Regions from separate parts of the Hordeum vulgare genome. Here region 1 is linked to region 2. Evidence: chromatin contacts called from public Hi-C data. All regions are on one chromosome and are shown on one strand. Each heading gives the region's core, a stretch centred on a gene start, on an enhancer-like site or on the middle of the called end of the contact. The rest is flanking DNA. Distances are from core to core; before and after follow the strand shown. Region 1 has its middle 33 kb from the start of LOC123396194. Region 2 holds the start of LOC123399942 (phosphoenolpyruvate carboxylase 2).

Evidence for each region. A called contact is a pair of places that touch in the nucleus more often than the background predicts.
Region 1: a Hi-C map of leaf shows a contact between it and region 2, with 2.8 times the contacts expected there. The contact joins the enhancer-like site here to the promoter of LOC123399942 in region 2. A contact is called at or near these places in 2 of 6 Hi-C or Micro-C datasets (leaf and seedling) and 1 of 1 datasets of contacts at active chromatin or transcription factors (embryo).

What each region holds. Positions count from the first base shown.
Region 1 is chr5H:387,505,009-387,510,527 of MorexV3_pseudomolecules_assembly, forward strand. No RefSeq gene overlaps it. Among protein-coding and RNA genes, the nearest start is that of LOC123396194, 33 kb to the right of the region's middle. Within about 2 kb of position 3,928, at least 2 of the 3 cell types and tissues checked have open chromatin away from gene starts, as enhancers often do. A contact at or near this core is called in leaf, where this site is marked.
Region 2 is chr5H:387,365,027-387,370,880 of MorexV3_pseudomolecules_assembly, forward strand. LOC123399942 (phosphoenolpyruvate carboxylase 2) reads right to left here and starts at 2,563. Exons shown (of 10, transcript XM_045094332.1): 1 at 2,233-2,563; 2 at 893-1,284; 3 at 726-810; 4 at 363-585; 5 at 59-162. The coding sequence starts at 2,421.

The sequences.
Region 1 (5,519 bases), core at 2,678-5,177, 140 kb after region 2:
TTATGCTAATTTGCAGTTATGCATTTGGAGAGAGCCTTAAAGTGTTCACAAATACAATAATGAATAGTGTACATATCCAAAAGATTCAAAGCATAAATTGTGAGCCAAAGATAAATGTGAATTATTCTCCCATAGAGGAATTACGCAGTCCAAAAAGTTGACTTGAACTTGGAAAGTAAGTCAGACAAGTAGGCAGTAGGCCCCTTCTTGAATTCTTTTTATCCATACAAAATTCTACTTTTTTTTATTCATAGCATGACCATCGACAAATATTGTTGGTTAATAACTGCATAAACTAATATAAGCTAGAGGCCATTTCAAAAACAATAAGATGGTTCTCAAGATGTGCTCCGCTAACAACCTACGTGCTGATCTTATCTTACTCCTGTTAAGATGTCAACTGGTAGTGGCACTCTGCTCATGCATGTAATGCTAACCATCAGATCTGCATCAAATGATAGCCCTTGATTTCATATTGTTTCCTTTATCTAGACACTTATAGATGTACCAAAAAAATTAGCATTGTCTATAAGGCAATTTGCAAGAACAAATGTTGGTATTTTTCTTCTTCTAAAAACTACAATAGCTTTTGTTTATTTGGAGTCATTGACTTGACAACTAATCCAATTGAACTTGCATGATTGTTTCAAATCTTTCTACATATTTTGAGTAATTTTTTAACTAATAAAATGTATTGGGATTCCATAGCAGCATCCCTAGTTATTCATTATAGAAACATGTAGTTCAAGCTTCGACTAATAAGGGACAATGTGCCAATCATCCAGAAAGATTCCAAGGATAAACCATGAACCCATATTTGGTGCGGTTGTTCTTATTCCACTAGAATAAAATTAGCATATTTTTGGTAGCCGCATGTCTAAATCATTCGCATTACGTATAGATCAATAAGATGCTTTATGATACGATAAGCCGATAAGAACACAACTAAGGTGTATAAATTTGAAGATTACATTCTCCAACTTGTTCTATCCTTGGCTGTGAAGGTCTTGGCCTAATTTGACAAACAAAGTGCATTTTTTACATTGTTTGCTTATTTATTTATTTATTTATTATTATTAACCTAATTTGATAAACCATTGACATGACCCTGAAGTCGGGGTATATAGATACTCAAACAGTGATAGCATGATCCATCGTGCAACGGTTACATGAAATCTCCAAGTTTGTTACTCACATGTGACCATATGACCCCACGTGTCACCCTAACTCTATATGCCAAAATGATACCGTCAATTAATTGGTTGGTCCATCGAAAGCCAAAGCTCTTTAAATTCCAACTTATGAGTCAATCAATATTGGGGTGATATCATATAGGTCCAACAGAAGCCTTGCACGTTTATATCGACCAACAGAAGAATTCAAATTGGCAGCTGCAAAACTGAGATAAGTGCATTCCTTGTCCGGTTCTCGTGAAAGGCACAAAGATACAACACAAACACAGGTGTGCCTAATGTCTCGTTTTTTTATGCAATGCAATTAAGCACACAACTCAAACTTAGCACTTTGATTTTTCTGAAAGGAAGCATAAGATTTGACTCATCTATTAGTTAAGAAGAGAACTGTGCTACAACGCCCTTAATGGAAAAAAGTCAACTACTTTTGTGGTATTATTGGCCCTAACTTCCTTGCTCCCGCAGGTACCCAAAGTCGAGCTTCTTACTTGATGTTGTCGAGGAGGATAGGTGGTGGACCACTCTTGTTCCGGAATACCCTTGTGTTTCTCTCATTCCATATCGTCCATTTGATGAGCATAATGAGTGATGCCAATGCCTTTCCATTAGGCACACTCTTGGCGGATAGACTGACCCACCAAACTTTGAGAGAGAGATCCAAGTGTGAGAAGGCGGTGTCCGGTTGCTCGAGCTGAAGTCATTCATCTGCTAGGTTCTACAATCGGAGTGAGAAACGGCATTTGAAGAAAAGATGCATCCCTGACTCATGCTCTTGTTTGCAAAGAAGACAGAGGCCACAATATGACCAACCTCGCTTAGCCAACCTGCCGGCAGTCCATATACTGTCATGGATGGCCAACCACGCAAAGAATTTAACCTTGAGTTGCACCCATGCCTTCCAAACTGAGTGCTCCATGGGGATGTAGATAGTTCCCAAAAATTGCACCGAGTAAGGGAGACGAGTCGTGTACTGCCCATCGACCATATGCTTCCAAATTATGTCGTATATGGCATTTTCCTCGAGCTGATAGTCGGCAATGAGAATCCAAAGAGAGATGAGATGCCAAAAGTGATCCATGGAATGCATGGCAGACATCTTCACTTTCGAAGCCCAAGCATTGCCACGAAGTGCCTCACAACTTTCCAATTCTTACGTGTAGATGCCTCTAGATGAGAGGTGATATTTCCTTAGGCTTTCTATCTTGCACCCAAGGCCCGTCCCAGAAGGACGGTGTGCGCACTCCATTGCCCATAGGGATAATAGTTGAGGCATAGAAAAGATGAAGATCCATCTCGACGCAGGGGTTTCCCATGCGAACCCAATATTTGGTCGTCTCTTTCCATTAGTACCATGGCCATCCCAGCCTCAAAGCCCTAGCAAATTTTTCAGTGTTGAGAACCCTAAGTCCCCCATGGTCAGTTGGTCGGCATATACTGTCCCAATTAACCTTGCCCTTTTCCCCCATTGTCTTGTCCGATCGAAAGGGTGTTTCCGTGGGCATTTATTTTGGGACGGAGGGATTATAACCTTGTATAATTTTATTGTATTTGGACATACCATGTTGATACTTTTTGAATGATTGCATTGCTTATCATTGAAATACATGCAGTTTAGCCGTCTTATTTGAATTGTATATTTTTGGTCGCATAATTGCATTGCTTATCATAACAAGTGATAGCTTATGGTGTTTGTTCCAAGTCAAGCAAATTAACCTTTCTTTTATAAGAACAAAGCTATAGTCCGTTGTTCGACCCAGGTGTCGCTGCCTCAATAAGAGATCACTTTATTAGTTCCACAAACTTCGTTTCTTGGACGGCGCCGATGTTGAAGTCTACGAAATATTTGTTAAATTTTATGATGCATCTTTTGACTACAATACATTCTTAGTAAGATTCTCTATATTAGTTAAAGGCATTATGAAGTGGGGTTGCTGCGCTTATATAAGCATTTAGAATAAAGCGCACTTTGGTGGAAAAGAAGCACTAATAATGTCCGTTTTTTCTTTATATATGGGCGGCTGTCATGTTGCAGTTGGTGGATGCCACATCCACATCAAACAAGAGAAGATGGACTGAACATAGGCCGGGGAACCTGTTTCCAGGTGGAGCATCTGTTCCCAGCTGTACAAATATGCTCTCATCTTTTTTTCAGGGAAGAAATATGCTCTCATTTGCTTCTTTTAGGGAAATATGCTCTTATTTGAATTCATGATAATTGAATGAAACTAAATTCCTAAATCCCATCAAGAAAAATCCCTAAATTTTACACGACAAATAGGATGGGTAACATACTAACTCATGACTCGAAGAACTTTCATCTTACTTGCCCCTCCTTACCTTAGCCTCGGCGATCTATATTGGTTGTGAAAAATAAAATAAGGGTTGATTTCTTTATTTTCGAACTCACGGTGTAGCGTTACGAACTGCCGTCGTCATTGTCCATGTGAGATTGTTCCACAGAACACACATCATGGATGATTAAACTAGGGAAGAACTAGCACGCAAAGAAGAAGAAAACTAGAACTTTTTATGAATCAAGACAGAAACAAAAGGTAGAAGAAATAGAGAAATCTGAGAATACTAGCCAAGTTAGCCTTGATTTCTGAAGGAAACTGACGAAATTGTGGTAGCCTTCGGAAGCCAAGCTTGGAAACTCTTGCGTGCGGCAGTGAGGCCCCCCTTGGAGAATATCCAAAGCATCCCCGGTCCCGGTCGGTCATCATGTAGAACTTCGCCTTCTTCTGAGAAACGTCATTGTCGTTGCATTTGCGTCGGTGAAGACCTGATTAGACTTATAAAATTGGGGTAACCCACTGCTACTTTATTAGCTCTAATAATAATAATTGAGGTACACTAGTAATATTATGTTGTTGCATCACATGGCTTATCGTATCAAGAGATAGGTTATCCAGCTCGAAAAAAGAGATAGCTTATCGAGCTGGTGAAGGTCAAACGAGGCGTGCAACGCTCGACCGCTACTATCAAGAGAGATGCAGGAGTATCCTATTCAGAAAGTACTCTGCCCACGAGGCAGAAAGCCAGAAAGTGCTACCCAAGCAACTCAAAATTCCTGTTAGGAATTAATTAATTAAATTAATTAGGAGATAATCCATGCTTATATCGGTTGCTTAGTTTGACGACCGTCCTTTGTAAACCTTCAATCAATGAGATAATTGTTCCACAATTGCTCTCTTTCCTTTTACTCTCTACGCGTTATCACGAACGCCTCTTTCATAGAGCAATTAGGCCAAGCTGAACAAAAACGACAACAAGCGAAGAGGAAAAGGTGACGCCATGCGTGCCCCAACGACGAGACCGTGATGCACGGTGTGGCGATGACGCCATCCGCCGCCGAGGATGCGACGACCGTCGGCCTCGATGGTGCTCCTCCCGGCGTTCCACAGGCCATCGCACGGTGGTTCCTCCCGATACAGATCGCCCCGTCGGGGTTCACAGCAACGACCTACGGCACTAGTCGCGGCCACCCTGCAGATCCAACGTGCAACGTGAGGACTCCAACGAGCGTGCGGCGCCCTACAGGCTACATCACGTAGCACGACGACGGGGCCTTGTTCTCCCTGCTGGCAGCACGGCGCAACGGCCTGAGAGCAACTCTAGCAGACCCCGCATCCGCCCCCGATTCGCAAAATAACCGCCAAAATGCGGGTATGGGCCGGAAAGCCTGCCCGACCAGACCCCGCATCCCGCCCCGGCCCGCAAAAAATTTTGGGAGGCGCGGCAAATTCCCGACCCCAACCCGGGAAAACGCGGGTTTCCCCCTCGCGACTGCGGTGCCCTGCATCACACAGAAGCAGTTGGCGGGAGGGACATTTCAACCCGCGCTCTTTTCCCCCTCCTTTAGCCGCCGCCCGCCCGCCGCCGGCGATTCCGGCCATATCTGCACGCGGAATCGCGCCCCGGGGCCGCCACACACCCTCCCGCGCTGAGCCGCTGCACCGCCCCTCCGGATCCGGCGAGAAGAGCCGCCCCCGTCGCCGCCGCCGCCGGGGATCGACCACCGTCGAGCGCACCTCCTCGTCGCCGCTCGGGATCACCCGCCACCGGTTAGTCCCTTTTTGTGATTTTTGCGAGCTGTGTAGTAGATTGACGCGCCGGTGTGCGTGTAGATGGAGTTGACCCCGTGCGAGAAGTTCTTACTATCTGATTCGTCCAATTCGGACGACTCGGATGTTGAGACCATGCTTGCGAACTTTCGGCAGCAAACATTAGTCATGGCGCTTGTCGTGAAGGAGCATGAAGACGAGCACCGGAAGAGGAGGCGAGGATCGACTGTCGGGCGTTTGTGTATTCCTTGGAATCGCCATC
Region 2 (5,854 bases), core at 1,313-3,812:
CAACTTCTAATGATCAAATATATGTGAATTTAGTTAAAAGTAATCAAGCAATTTCTACCTCAAACATGAGATCCTCGATCTGTGCACAATACAAATTAGCTGCCATCATTCTGGCAAGCAAGCAGACGTCCCTTGTAACCTCTGGTGTCACTCTTGGATTTCCTGCATTTGTAAAGGTACTAGAAGTTTAGATACATAAAATAGTTGTGCCATTATCCATAGTACGTAGTACCATGATATGACCAGATACACAAAATGTAGCATCTAACAGACATCACCAAGGTAATAAAAGCTCACAGTGACTGTAAATATTTCATAGATGTACGCTGCACAGAATTACGAGGCACAGAGATCCCACTCACCATCACGATCTCCACCCATCCAAGAAGAGAACTGGATAAGAGGAGCATTATAAGGAACACGCTCATTGATCCCAATGTTCTTCAATGCCGTATCAACACGGCGCAAGAACTTTGGAACACCCTTCCATATTGTCTCATGGAAGTAGCTCATACCAGCACGCATCTCATCTTGGGGAGTGGGCTGAGTCCTTCGGATCTCATCAGTTCTAAAGGCAGCTTGGATCTAAAAAGGAAGATTTTAGGTTAAGTGTAAGAAAGGATCTCAGCGGTCTGATGCTGTAAGGCTACTGTAACTGCATTGCCACGTTAACAATGTGCCTTAGAAACAGCATGAAAATCAACATAAGGATAGCAGTAAAGAACCTCTCTCTGGAGAGCCTCATCAAGCTCCTGCTTGTCATCTGGAGTGATATCCTTTGAGTATAACTGAACCAAACAGTTCCGGATCCTGATATAAAGTCATTGAAATCAGGATTAATATATAGAAATTGTATCATGACAACTATCATCACAATGTTTGGCTAACTAACCTCGAATGCTTCTGAAGCAATGACCTCCTTACAGATTGTGTTGGATGTGCAGTCAAAACAAGATCAACAGTCTGATTCTTGAGGGCATCAAAGACCTCAGCAGGGGACTTCTTCATGTCAAAAACAAGCCTCTTAAGAGTTTCCTCGATGTCAGATTCTGTGATTGCTGAATTTTCATCAGCAAAGTCTCCCTTCTTGAGCTTGACTCTCCTCCTGTATGCGATCTGCACTTCCTCGGCCAAGTTGGCCAAGTTAAGCATGTGTGAAAAAGCTTTGGCAATCACAATAGAGTCGCCAGGATCCAAGCTTGTTATCATCTCTCCGAGTTCATCAAGCTTTTCCAGGTCATGCTTTGTTTCATATTCAGCAGCCACCTCGTAGCATTCTTGAACCTGTTTAATGGAAATAATAATTCAATTATGAATGTCCATCAATCAACATAAGAAATAGGATGTCTTCTTAATCAATTGACAATCAAGGTAACAAAAAATAATCAAGCCGGCCAGCGACCTAATAATTGTTTATATGCCTACACGTAACAGGTTGTGAGGCCACCAAGTCAACAAAAGTCAAGGCCTAGTCGTTTCAAGAACCTTTTTTTTCCCTGGTTTGGTTCTCTGAAAACACCATATGTTGTGTGGACTCAAGCTTTGTTTAGGTACGGTATAAAGAAGATGGAAGAACGGTCTCCTACAAGCAATTGACAATGTCGCTTGGAAACGGCACTTCCATACGGGTTGTCCTAAGAAGTCATCTGTCCGCTGTCTGGACAGTTCAACCCAACTGGTATATGTCAGCTACTTTTTCATAATTTCAGTAGATCCAAGTCAGTTAACATGATTACTTTAGTTGATACAACTATAAGTCAGTTATTCGTGTCCCGTATATGACCAACATAAGATCCAGCACGCATGATAGCAAGGCAAATTCCACAGACAAAGTCAGGTTTGACTGACACGATTTGAGATTCAATCAGTAACTTAGTTGGACTAATTAAAGCAGTGCTCCCAAAATCAAGACCACGATGGAATATAGATTAGCTGCGAATTTTGTTTGTTCGTGGCAGAAAAAACTGAGCACCTGGGCAATCGTCCAAACCCCCGCTTAACAAAAACAACAGATTACGCACAAATCTACCGACATCGAGACTTAACCCAAAGTCAACCCCACTCCGCGAACACTGAGCTGAAAACTCAACTCGAAACCCGAAGCGCCACATGTAAAGTTCAGAGGAATCAATGGGAACAGAGCAGCAGTAGCACATGGATGACGGGACAGGTCGGATCCGGTGCGAGATCGAACAGTGCGAGGTAGAGAGAGAGAAGAAAAAAAAGAGTTACCATCTCCCTGAGATCGTCGCCGTGGAGGCCCTGCAGGACGTCGAGGAAGCGGTCGAGGAGGAGCGCGTCGTACTCAATGAGCTTGTCGTCCTCCGACACCTTGGCCGGTACGAGCAGCCGCAGCTGCGCGTCGATCGACGACAGCCGCTCGATCTTCCCGCTGCCGCCGCCCGGCGCCGACAACGCCATCGCCGCCTCGCTTTGACCGGACCCGACCCTACTGCTCGCGCTCGCCGCGCCGCCTCGCAGGGACCAGCGTGGTAGGGAGCGAGATTGGGGGTAGGATGTGGTTGTGGCCGGGACTGAGGAGGTCGTGACTGCCGTTGCCGCCTATTTATAGAAGGAGTGCCGCCGGGATTCACCGGGACTCGAGAGATCTCTGTAAATCAAATCGATTTGTGTCCAAGTGCTAGTGTTTGTGATTTGGATTTCGATCGGGTCTGGGATTAGTTTACGGATTATGGGAGCATCCACATGTCCACGTGTACGGTCCTGCTTCCACCGTCCTCTACCCTCAACATTATGAAATAATTATTTGTATATATTCTTGAAATTTTGTCTATATAGAGTCTCTTTGTATCTAAATAAGTACTCCCTCCGTTCCTAAATATAAGTCTTTATAGAGATTTCACTAGTGAATTACATACGAATGTATATAGACATACTTTAGAGTATAGATTCAATCATTTTGCTTCGTATGTAGACCCTTAGTGAAATCGCTTAAAAGACTTATATTTAGGAACAGAGGTAGTATTTGTTTTGGATGTGGCTAGACCTCAGTTGACTAATATTTAACCAACTCTCAGTAACTTGAAAATAAATATTTTGCATGGATCTCCATGTAATATCCCATGATATTGCATCGGGTGAGACTTGGTTAAGTCTTCGACTCAGACTTAGCAATCCCGATTTATATTACATCTATATATATTATACTTATATAAACATCATATATTGTATGAAATATGTACTCAATAATCGAGAGGAGCCCCGGTGAGTGAAACATGGAGAATAAAACTTGAAGCGTAGAAAGAAGGCGCGATTGGTGATATTAGCACTACTGCAAGAATGCTAGCACTCACGGGTGGGAAAAGCCCAGCAGTGACGGGCAAGGCTCTTATGGGTCGCGTGCCACTTCTGTAAATCCAGCGCCCGCCACTCGTACGACCTTCCAGTGTTGGGCCCTAAGACCAGCCCGCCACTGGTACGTAGTTTCCAGTGTTGAGCCTTCTCACCTGCCCGCCATAACTGGCTTCTGTTGCGACATTCTGCATGTTGTTATAGAGGGATGAGCATGCACGATTCTCAATATAATAGCAAAATGAATTCATATTAATACACTAATTAATTCTCAATATATCACTTGAAAGTTGTTCGGCATAAGAAACAAACATCAATGTATCACATTCATCTTAACATAATAGTTAATTCTCTGGCTGATATATTCACGACTTAGTTTTAAACATGGTCAACAACAACCATCATCTGATAGTCGTTGCGGGTGCTCTTCGCGGGTGCTCTTCCTTATAGTGATTACCATAAGGGTGTCCACCCTTAGTTCTCTATTTCCCTTGATGAACTCCCGCCGGTCGGACTTATGGAATGATATGTGCCCATCGAATTCCGTTTTGTATTGGACGTTCATGACACACCCTCTTGGTCCATGGATTTCTCCAGCTGTGTCGACGGCGAGGATGTCCACTCTGGAAAAAAAATTCAAAGGTAACTTCTGAACTTTCTATCATTACGAGAAAATAGAGAGCATGAGATGTTAGACATCTCATCATACTTGGTTATGACCAAAAATTGATGAGAATATAAAACATCTCACCATAACTTTTTTGACCATGTTGGTTTTTGGTAGATGGTGCGCAAAGGGCTTCCCCAAGAGGGCCAAAGAGAATGGTAACATCACTTTCACATTAGCTTTATCGTCCCGGGTAAGCTTCTTCATCCTTTGAGAAAGATTGTCGAAAGGATAGGACCATCATATTCATCTTCGATGTCCTCTTCTTCATCTTGGTTGTCCTCATCTTCGTCTTAGATGTCCTCATCTTTATATTGGTTGTCGATGTCATCTTGGTCATCTTTGTTGTCGATGTCATCTTTGAAAGGACGTGGATGTCGCCTAGAGGGGGGTGAATAGGCGCTTTAAAATAATTACGGTTTAAGATTAAACAAATGCGGAATGAAACTAAAGTTTAATTTGTCAAGCACAAAACATAAAACAACTAGGCTCACCTATGTGCACCAATAACTTATGCTAAGCAAGATAAACAACTAAGTGATAGCAAGATATATGACAAGAAACAATATGGCTATCACAAAGTAAAGTGCATAAGTAAAGGGTTCGGGTAAGAGATAACCGAGGCATGCGGAGACGACGATGTATCCCAAGTTCACACCCTTGCGGATGCTAATCTCCATTTGGAGCGGTGTGGAGGCACAATGCTCCCCAAGATGCCACTAAGGCCACCGTAATCTCCTCACGCTCTCGCACAATGCAAGATGTCGTGATTCCACTAAGGGGCCCTTGAGGACGGTCATCGAACCCGTACAAACAAGATTGGGGCAAACTCCACGACTTAATTGGAGGCTTCCAACAACACCACGAAGCTTTACCACAATGTCATATGGATTCGAGGTGACCACAAATGCTCGAGGCAATCTCCACAACTTAATTGGAGACCCCGGCGCTTGCCCGGAGCTTTACACCACAATGGTTGAGCTCCGAGGCACCTCCAAGCTTCTAGGACACCAAAGCATCCACGAAGAACAATCTCTAGGGTACCAAGTACCAAAGGGTAATAAGCTTCTCAACTTCTCACTTCCACGTATCACTGTCAAGAACTCAAACTGATGCAACTAATGCAATGCCAGAACACACGAAGTGGTCAAATCCCTCACACTCAAATCCATCCACAACAACAAAAGCTATGGAGAAATATGAGAGTAAGAACAAGGAGCTCACAAAGAAATCCAAGATCAAGATCCAAGGGGTTCCCCTCACATAGAAGAGAAAGTGATTGGTGGAGATGTGGATCCAGATCTCCTCTCTCTTTTCCCTCAAGAACTACCAAGAATCATTGGAGGGATTGAGAGTTAACAAGCTCTAAGAAGGTCAACAAAGAGGGAAGAACACGAGCTCGACGGATGGATAAGATCCAATGGGGAAGAAGACCCCATTTATATAGTGGGGGAAGAATCTGCCCGTTACCCCCACTTTCAGCCCGAGAAAAGCGGTACTACCGGTGCCCGATGCGGTACTACCGGTGCCCGATGCGGTACTACCGTTGCCGGTGTGGTATTACCGCTGCCCGGTGCGGTACTACCGCACGCACGATGGTGGCAAAGGGAGGAACTACTGCACGGGGCAACGAGCGATAGAACCGCCGGAGCGACACTACCGCGCGCCCTTACGGTACTACCGCAGGGTAGTATCCAACTGCCACTGAAGTAAAAAACTGCTTCCGTGTCTATCTCCGCTGAGGCTACGGTTGTGAAAAAGTCCGGCACGGTAGTACCGGAAACAGATGCGGTGCTACCGCTTGAGGGCGGTAGTAAAAATCTACGCCCGCTCTTACACAAAGGAAGTACCACCCAAGCGGTACTACCACGTGTT